Linked DNA regions of Mus musculus: region 2 is linked to region 1. A link is a contact called in public promoter capture Hi-C data. All regions are on one chromosome and are shown on one strand. Each heading gives the region's core, a stretch centred on a gene start, on an enhancer-like site or on the middle of the called end of the contact. The rest is flanking DNA. Distances are from core to core; before and after follow the strand shown. Region 1 holds the start of Ilkap (integrin-linked kinase-associated serine/threonine phosphatase 2C). Region 2 holds the start of Traf3ip1 (TRAF3 interacting protein 1).

The links. Capture Hi-C pulls out chosen DNA fragments and counts their contacts.
Region 2: a contact with region 1 is called in a promoter capture Hi-C map of adipose tissue. The contact joins the promoter of Traf3ip1 here to the promoter of Ilkap in region 1. A contact is called at or near these places in 12 of 39 promoter capture datasets (3T3-L1-derived adipocytes, the C10 cell line, the HPC-7 cell line and 7 more), 1 of 15 datasets of contacts at CTCF or cohesin (the NIH/3T3 cell line), 4 of 484 Hi-C or Micro-C datasets (CD4 T cells, the HPC-7 cell line and embryonic stem cells), 11 of 115 datasets of contacts at active chromatin or transcription factors (the 3134 cell line, the HPC-7 cell line, the SCID.adh cell line and 7 more) and 4 of 9 other capture datasets (adipose tissue, liver, macrophages and 1 more).

The regions. Positions count from the first base shown.
Region 1 is chr1:91,396,821-91,401,104 of GRCm38.p6, reverse strand. It overlaps Ilkap (integrin-linked kinase-associated serine/threonine phosphatase 2C), which reads left to right and starts at 2,282. Exons shown (of 12, transcript NM_023343.3): 1 at 2,282-2,454. The coding sequence starts at 2,400.
Region 2 is chr1:91,492,859-91,497,142 of GRCm38.p6, reverse strand. Traf3ip1 (TRAF3 interacting protein 1) reads right to left here and starts at 2,475. Exons shown (of 15, transcript NM_028718.2): 1 at 2,255-2,475. The coding sequence starts at 2,377.

The DNA.
Region 1 (4,284 bases), core at 1,033-3,532:
AGAGGACTGAGAACAAATGTTGGCATGCTGGCATGCTGGCACAGATACAAAGAGCAGGCACTCCCAGGATGGGTGGGAAGGTAAAATGGAACAACCACATTGGAACACACTGATAATTTCTTCCAAAACTAAATATGCTTTCATTATATAACCAAACAAACATACTCTTCTCGTCTAGTCAAAGAAGCAGAAAACTTAAGTCCACACCAGTGTCTGCACACGGGCATTGTGACGCCGGCCATTGCCTGGCAACTTGACTGGATTAACAGATGTCTACAGAATTAGTAAAATGCATAGTTGGGGGAGGGCAGGAGAGTGTGTGCTTTCTGAAACAATTAGATCACAAGATTCTGACCTAGTGAAAGTTTTAACTCATTGGCAGGTTTAACATTTTAATAGATTGTTGGCAGGTGGTAGGATGGTGGGAAGTGGATACTGAAGAAAGTAGGTGACTGAGAACTTGTCATTTTGGATTATGTTATCCTGGTCCCTTTCTGATGTCCTTCCACTCTGTTTCCTATACATCATGAACTGAAGACCCTCCCCTATCACATACTCCTATTGCCATGCTTTCTGCCCAAGTATCTTAAGTCAAGCAACAGACTAAGGAAAAGATTTGTAGGAGAGAAAATGAAATCTGTCAGGGAGTTGAGGTACTGTGATTACCCATAACCCGTTCTTGGCACTTAGTGGAACCCAGAGATCTATTGGTGGTAGGAAAATTAACGAGTCATGTCCAAAGGTGCAGCAGTTCAAGCCTGGTGTGCATGGAGATTATGAAGGGAAAGAGAACAGAAGAGAACTTAGGGTCAGGTCAGAATTCCAATTGCCAGGGGTGGTGACAGAGATTTATATATAGTCCTAGCACTGGGGAGGTAGAGGCATTGTGAGTTCAAGTCCAGCCTGGCCTACTGAGCAAGTTCTTGTCTCCACAAAAGATTTTATTTAGCAGCCAGAAGTTGAGCTGTAAACCAGGTAGAGATGGAGTAATGATTAGAGATGTCCATACATATGAGGGAAAGACAGGCCACATGGCAAACACTGCCAGAATTCATGTGGAATGGTGGCCGACGAGTCTATTTGCAGGAGTGGGAAATCAAGTTTAGTGTGGTGATTTGAATATGCTTGGCCCTCAGAGTGGCACTATTAGGAGGTGTGGCCTTGTTGGAAGAGGTGTGATCTAATTGGTGGAAGTGTGTCACTTTAGGGGTGGGCTTCAAGACCCTCCTCCTACCTGCCTGAGGAAAGTCTGCTCCTGGCTTCCTTTGGATGAAAATGTAGAACTCTCAGGTCCTCCAACGCCGTGCCTACTTGAATGCTGCCATGCTTCCTGCCATGATGATAAAGGACTGTATCTCTAAACCTGTAAGCTAGCCCCAATTGTTGTCTTTTATAAGAGTTTCCTAGGTCATGGAGTCTGTTCACAGCAATGGAAACCCTAAGACACTTAGCAAGAGCTGCTTTAAAAACATAGTGATATCAAGTTGGGATGGGCTGAGAAGTGTATGAGATATATGGACAAAAGACAAAGTGCTGTTATTTCAAAATCCTACATCTGTCAAGGAAGAGACAGTTCTGTCTGAGTGCAGTAAAAACTTCAAACAGTGGCTTGGAGGTCAGCTGGGTGGATCCACCTATTGCAGCTAGAGAATATCTGGTCTACATTTGCAAGGAAGCAATGACTTGTTACCTACTGCACCAAGAAGTCCACACAACACTGGCAAAAAAACCAAAAACAACAACAAACAAAAAAAACAGGTAAGGTGGTGTTGGAAAGGGCTGGTAGGATTGGGGTGTGTAGTCAATAAATTTGGGTACCTTTAAGGAAGTGAAGTCTTTGTGGATTGTATGGTAGGAAGAGGAATTAATTCCATGAGTGGCTCTTTTCTGAGACCAGGGAAAATACACAACACAACTTTGTAATTGGTAAAGCGTCATAAATTTGGTGGCTGAGATGAGGGATGTTTGTCACTTTTGTGGCTTGGCCAGTGATGGTGTTTTTTTCTGGTCTCTATCCCAGTGGGACAGCTGAGACCCCGCTGGGCGCCATCCTGCTCCCGGGCGGTCAGAAGGTGCTTTGCCTGCTCGGTCACACAGGGAACAGTGGACAGGTGCAGACCCGCCTCTCCGGCCAAAAGCCTGTCTGGATGTCAGGCTCGGCGCCACTCCTCCCTTCTTTCCGGGGAAACGCCATAACAATTTATCACGGGACCTAATGCCCAGGCCAAGAGCGCCCGTGCGCTTGCGCAGCCCACCCCCGCCCCGCCCCCGCGCGTAGCACTCTGGGGCGGCGGCTGGGCGGCGCGCGATTGGCAGGGTCTCCCGCGGTGAGTGACGGCGCCGCCGCCGCCGCCGCCGCCCAGGGTAGCGCGGAGCCTCCGCTCCACTGCCCCGCCGCCATGGACCTCTTCGGGGACCTGCCGGAGCCCGAGCGCGCGCCGCGGCCATCTGCCGGTAAGCGGCGCGGGGGAAAAGGGCGGCGCCGGGATGCGCTGCCTCCGCCATCTTCGCGCCACCGCCGCCTCAGTCTCGGCCTGTGGCTCCCGAGGCCGCAGCGACCGCGCGGTCCCTGTCCAGGCCTCGCGTGGCACACGCACGAAGTCCCGCGCCGAAGGGTCGGGGCACTCTGGCTTTAATTTGGCTACAGCAAGACTCCCAGCGGAATGTCCTGGTCCCGGGCCTGTTTGCGTCCTGGAAACCCCGAGAACTTAACAAGTTTCCGACTTCCAGCCCCTTGGTGCGGGGCGCCTGCACAGCCAATGCAGGGCGCTACGGCTAGATAACCGAGGCCGGGGATGGGGGGTGGCGTCTGCAGCCCACGTTTTGGGAAGGTCTTTGGCACGGAATAGGAAGGTGAAGAGGACCCAGCCTTTGCCTTCAGAGAGTTCAGTTCTGATCGCAGAGGCATAGGTTAAAAACCGTGGGAAACGCCAAGCGTCCGGAGTAACGGTACCCGAAGACTAGTGAGAAAGACCTGGGAAGGAGGCGGCCTTTAGCGAGGGCTTCGGCTGATGGTTTCCAGAGATTCTAGGCAAGGAAACAATGTTCAAAAGTGGGAGGGCTCAGATCTCCAGCTTGGCAGAGCGGGACGGGCTAGCATGGAAGAATGCTGGAGCTTGGGGTTATGAGAAGGTATTGACCTGTCCTCTTCACACCTGTGCTTTGGTTTTTAACCTGCGCACCTCCAGACTCCTGAGATGCTTTGTAGTGTCCTCTTTTTGCAGTTGTTCCTGGTAGTGGCACCGTTACGTACCCCCACCAACCACTCTGATGGTACAGAAGCTTCTAAGTAACTAGGCCTTGAGACTGAGTTTGATTCAGCCATGCTTTTTGAAGATAACCACCGTTACAGTTGTGAGTAAAGCTGGCCTCATACAGGCAGCCTTGCATCTGTCACTGGAGTATAACCTGTGTCTGAATGTGCTCGGACCAGAGTTTGGATTGCCAGATGTGCCTAGAAATCTGTCATCATTAGTAGTCCCTATTGCTTTTTATCCAAAGTTATTTTGGGTCTTCTCCGTGGTCAAGGCTCTCTTGACATGACCTAAAACCTTAAACTCAACTTGGGACTTAGCAGATACATGCGTTCCCCATGCCCCTTCCCTCCCTCCCTCTCTCCCCCTCTCCCCCCCAAACATATTGAGTAATCTGAAATAAACTCACTCCTATCCACTACAGGGGGTGGGGGAGACACAAAAACACATTCCAAGAATAATTATGTGTTTTGAAGAAACTGAGGTCACAAGACTCTTGTCTTGTTTTCTCACAGGCACTTAGAATTCTCCTCACAGGACTCCATTCTCAGACCATGTTCCGACACCATACTTTGCTTTAGTAAATGGTGTTGGTTGTTATGTAGTCATAAGAATAAGACTAAATTGCATACTGACCCTGCTCATGCATGGGTAAGTATAACAAATTTTCCAAAATAGTACTGGGAGCAATTAAGAAATAAGTCTAGTCATTTTCACATACTATAGGAAGATGTGTGGACAATGGAAACTGCTGTGTCTTCAGATCAAGCTTTGCACTGCCTTTGACCTTCAGGAACCGCTGGCAAATGTGTGTAATAAGTGATGCCTCCTGCAGATACTATGTGGAATAAAGAGAACCTGTGCGTTTGGTAGAATGCATGGCCCAGGTTCGATTCTATGGTCAGGGATTTGTAGATGATGGCTGGTGACATCCCTAGGATCTGCACTGTAACCACAACATAAAGGGACAGTTGTACTGATTCTGTAGAAAGTATGAGGTGTGTGGCATATGGCGCCACCACTCAGCACA
Region 2 (4,284 bases), core at 1,226-3,725, 96 kb before region 1:
AGGAAAAAAAAAAAAAAAAAAAAACACCAAGAATGTAAATGTGGTGCTTGGAGAGGACTCATATGACCAGACTTGTGGTACATAGTAACATGTTACCATGGGTACAGGAGGCAGGCTTTAAAAACATCAGCAGCAAGACATCCCCATGTGAATGTCACTCCTCTGGGATGGGGCTACAATTACTTTGGCAACATCGTTCTAGTCATTAATTAATCTAGAAGAGTCCATCTCACAACAAACTTCAGGAGAAACATATTGCTGGGCTGGGCTTTTTTTTTAGGAGACAGCTGGCTGGCACACAGACCACCAGAGCATCCCAATCTAACACTCCTGAAACTGACTTTGCTCAGGTTTCCCCAAGACACTGGCAGTTTAAATTGTGAGCAGCAACTGTGACAAGAGACATTTGTGTCTGAATGTCAGCTTAATGAAGAAACAGCTGTAGCTACCTCATGGAAGAGACTTGAATGCAGTATTCAGGGACAGTAAAGAACCTTCAGGGAGGCTCTCTACCTCTGCTCTGAAAAAACTTCCAAGTACATCAACTCTGACAGCCTTCCTTATCAAGGAGGTGACAGCTAATGTACGTACCTTCATACCAAAACAGACCGGCTTCACCACTGGATCCAGTAAAGTCTAAAAGAAAAGCAGCCCTCACTCCTCACCTGTCTACCTGTCAACAGTCATCTCCCACTTCTTTCCTCTTCCCTCCCATAAGCCCCACTCCGTTCCTGAGTGATCTGAGGCTGAGTAGCACTCCCCGTAAGCCATGGGCTGAGGGTACTAACAGAATAAAAACACAGGCCTAGCAGTCTCCACTGTGATAGGCCGGTGCCATGATGCCTGAGTCTTCTTGACTCCTTCACTGTTGAAGAGTGGCAACTGCCTGCTTCCCAGGGCTCTCCACACCACCAGTCCCTTCCTCAGACCTTCCAGGATAGGCTACAAACGCCTCACAGACTGGGAGAGGAGACTACCAGGCGGCAGAGCACCTTGGGATGTGGGTGGATTCCTGAGCATTTCTGGACACATGTAAGATTAACAGACAGGGCCATGTTCCGAGACAGTACCTATTACAAGCTAAGGTAGGAGGGCCAAATGAGTAACGAGAAGGGTAGACTACAGTGCTCAACCTACTGAGACGAGAAAGTCTGAGGGTCAACACTGGGAGAGACCTTGAGCTCTGGACTTCTAAGTCCCAACCATACCCCAAGTTCCACAGCACCTTCTGGAGTACCATGCCCATTCTGTGTACCCCCTGCAGTGACACTCTTGGGGTTACCAAGAGCCCAGACAGACTCCACACAATTGTAACTGTTGTACAATGTTATGTACCTCATCCAATGCAGCTTCCTGGAGACTCACTAACAAATAGAAGACAAGCTCTAAAGAGACATAATGGTAAGTGCTGCAGGTTGGGAGAAGTAAAGTAAGGCAGGTCCCAAGACCTAGTGGGCCTGGGAACCTAACATGGAAGGCACCACTGAATGCTCAGAAGGTCCCAGACAAGGACCTGCACCCTACCCAGGCCTCAAGTATAAGCACAGCCCAATTCCAGAGCCCCAACATACCTCCAGCTCCTAACAGCAACTTGACCCTGAGCCTAGACCCTGTCCCGAGGCTCACACTCAATAAACCGATGTCAGCCCGGGCCTCTACCTCCTCTCAGCCTCACCTTCTGGCTCCAGCACCCTAACCCACAGACCTAGACTCTGACCCGGGCCTTCTATCTCCACCCAAACCACTAGACCAGCACCCGCTACTCTACCCTGACTCCAACTGGAACCTAACCCTGACCCTCACCTGGACCTGGACCTGCACCTCCACCCCTCAACGCACTCTCAATCCAATCAGCACTCGGAGCCACACAGACCTTACCATTGACCCTGATCCTCACCTTCATCTGAGACTAATCCTCATTTCGACCCAAACCCTGATTGGCATCCTACAACGCCCCTCACACTACCCGGTCCCTCAACGCGATCCTCACGCTACCTGGTCACTCGCCTTGATCCGGCCCTAATTCTGACTCTCACCCCGAAACGAATCCTACTCAGACGCGCATCCTACCTCGACTCTCACCCTACCCGGACCCTCACTCCGACACTCGCTCGGTCCCGCACTTAACCATAACCTTCAACACCGTTACCCCAACCCTCAACCCGTCCCGCCACTACCCGGACCCTTAACCCGTTCCGCACTCTACCCCTACCCTCACCCCACCTCAACCTGACGCGCACCAGCCCGCGCCTACCTCGGTGATGATGTCGTGCAGGTAGCGGAACGGTGGCTTGTTGAGCAGCTTCTCGGTGAGCGGCGGCCTCCGGATCACCTTGCCCAGAGCCTCCTGCGTCCGCCGCACCACTGCGGCGTTCATGGCGCTGCCGCCCGCGACCGCTCGCGCCCCTCCTCGCGCGCCGCGCCTCTGCCCGGTGCCCCGAGATGCCCGCCGTCCCGGCGCGCCGGTCTCCCATCCCACAGTGCACCGCAGCTCGCCACCGCGCTTGCGCGTGCCACCAGCACCCGGTCTCTAGGGCCGCGCGGCCTTGGCAACGGACGCGCGCCCGGCCCCGCCCATCCCCTCCGGCCTCTCTAGCTGCTCTGGAGGACACACGCGCTCCGCCTCTGTGGCTGCTTGAACCTGAGCCTGCTCCGCCAACCCGGCGCACCATAGGGCGCTGCACAGCACTGCCCAGAGACCTGGCATTCTGAGTGAGAAAAGAGCGACCATTTGATATTTCTAAGGAGAGCATTTACAGTAACACCCACCAGGAAAATAACACTTCACATAAACTTGGAAAAGGACTTGACTCCTTTCATCCCTTCATTCCTGTTCCCTGCCCAGCATCCCCTGCCTTAGGTAATCTTTAAGATGGTGCCAAGGGGAAGGGTTGTGTCCTTCCACATTTTCTGTGCTCTTGGTTCACCAGAGCGGGCACAAAACTGTGAAGGAGCTAGGCCCTTAGGCTAGGATGCTGCAGCTTTCTGCTACACACACACACACACACACACACACACACACACTTACTTCCCACCTCACCCTCACCACCACCCGAGGCTATGCAGGAGATGCTTCTACTGGATCAGGTGTTGCTGCTGTGCCTGAGGTCTGGAGCTCCTCTGCCCAAACTGGCAGAACCCCAACTAGAACATTGCCCCTGATCTCTCTACCATGGCTACACCCCGAGAGCCAGAATCTTCTTTAAGAGCCCTCTCACTCTGAGCCCCAGCTGGAGTTGGTCTCTGGGGGAGTTCAGAGAGCAGAATTCAGAGAGCAGAAGTCCTGTCTCTAAACACCGCCCCTAAGAACATACCCACCTAGCTCCTACCCTAGAAAGTTCACTCTGAGCAGAATCGTGATGTAGGTGTGGAATGAAAGCTGGAGCCAGCAACTGGCTTGTTTGTGATGCTGGACCAGGTGGTAGGAACTCAGGGTTTTACTTGGAAGATACCTCTGACCTTGGGAATTCTACTGAGGACCTGGAGCCTATGCCATACAACAAAGCGAAGATGATGCTTTATCCTCTCACAGCTTGTGGAGGAGGGCAGAACAGTAAGTGGATCCAAGAACACACACACACACACACACACACACACACACACACACACACACACACGAAGGCCAGAGTACAGTTTTGGCTGCCTTTAGGAGGGCTAACCAACCAGAAGATCTTCAGTCTATCTGGGTATCAAAGTTTTTTAGAAGATCCAGGACAGCAAGTATTGTCAACCAACCCTCTGGGGACTGACCTAGGGGAGGTAACTTTGAAGAGTATAGTTCTATCTTCCAGAGTCTCACCCCTGCCTTTGGTTCAGCCTACCCACCCCCATACTGAAGAAAGACATTCTTCAGTGGACAACATTCTGGTCACCAACGAAGCGGGTCCCAGAAGATATAAGCAATTCCTGGCTTCAAGAAAGATATCTGGAACCCAGACCTCCCCAGAGGAAGGATGCAGAGGCCAGCATGGAGCCATCAGTCTTGGGGGGCAGTCAGCAGAGTAGGGGCTACTAGCCTACATCACCCCCTGAGATGAGGGAGAGAGCAGGAAAGAGTCATTCACAGAAGAAGGTAGCTGAGTAAGAATGGAAAGAGGTTTCTAACTCAAAAGCCCGGCAGGGGAGGCTTTCAACGTGAACAGTTTCTGAGTGAATGAAGGGAATAAGGATGGTTGTGACTCACCCCAGGAAACAGAAGCCACAAAGCAAAGTGGCTTCCAGGCCCTACCTCCCCCAATTGAGAGGCAAACATTCCCAGAGACAAAGACCTGAGGATGCTGAACC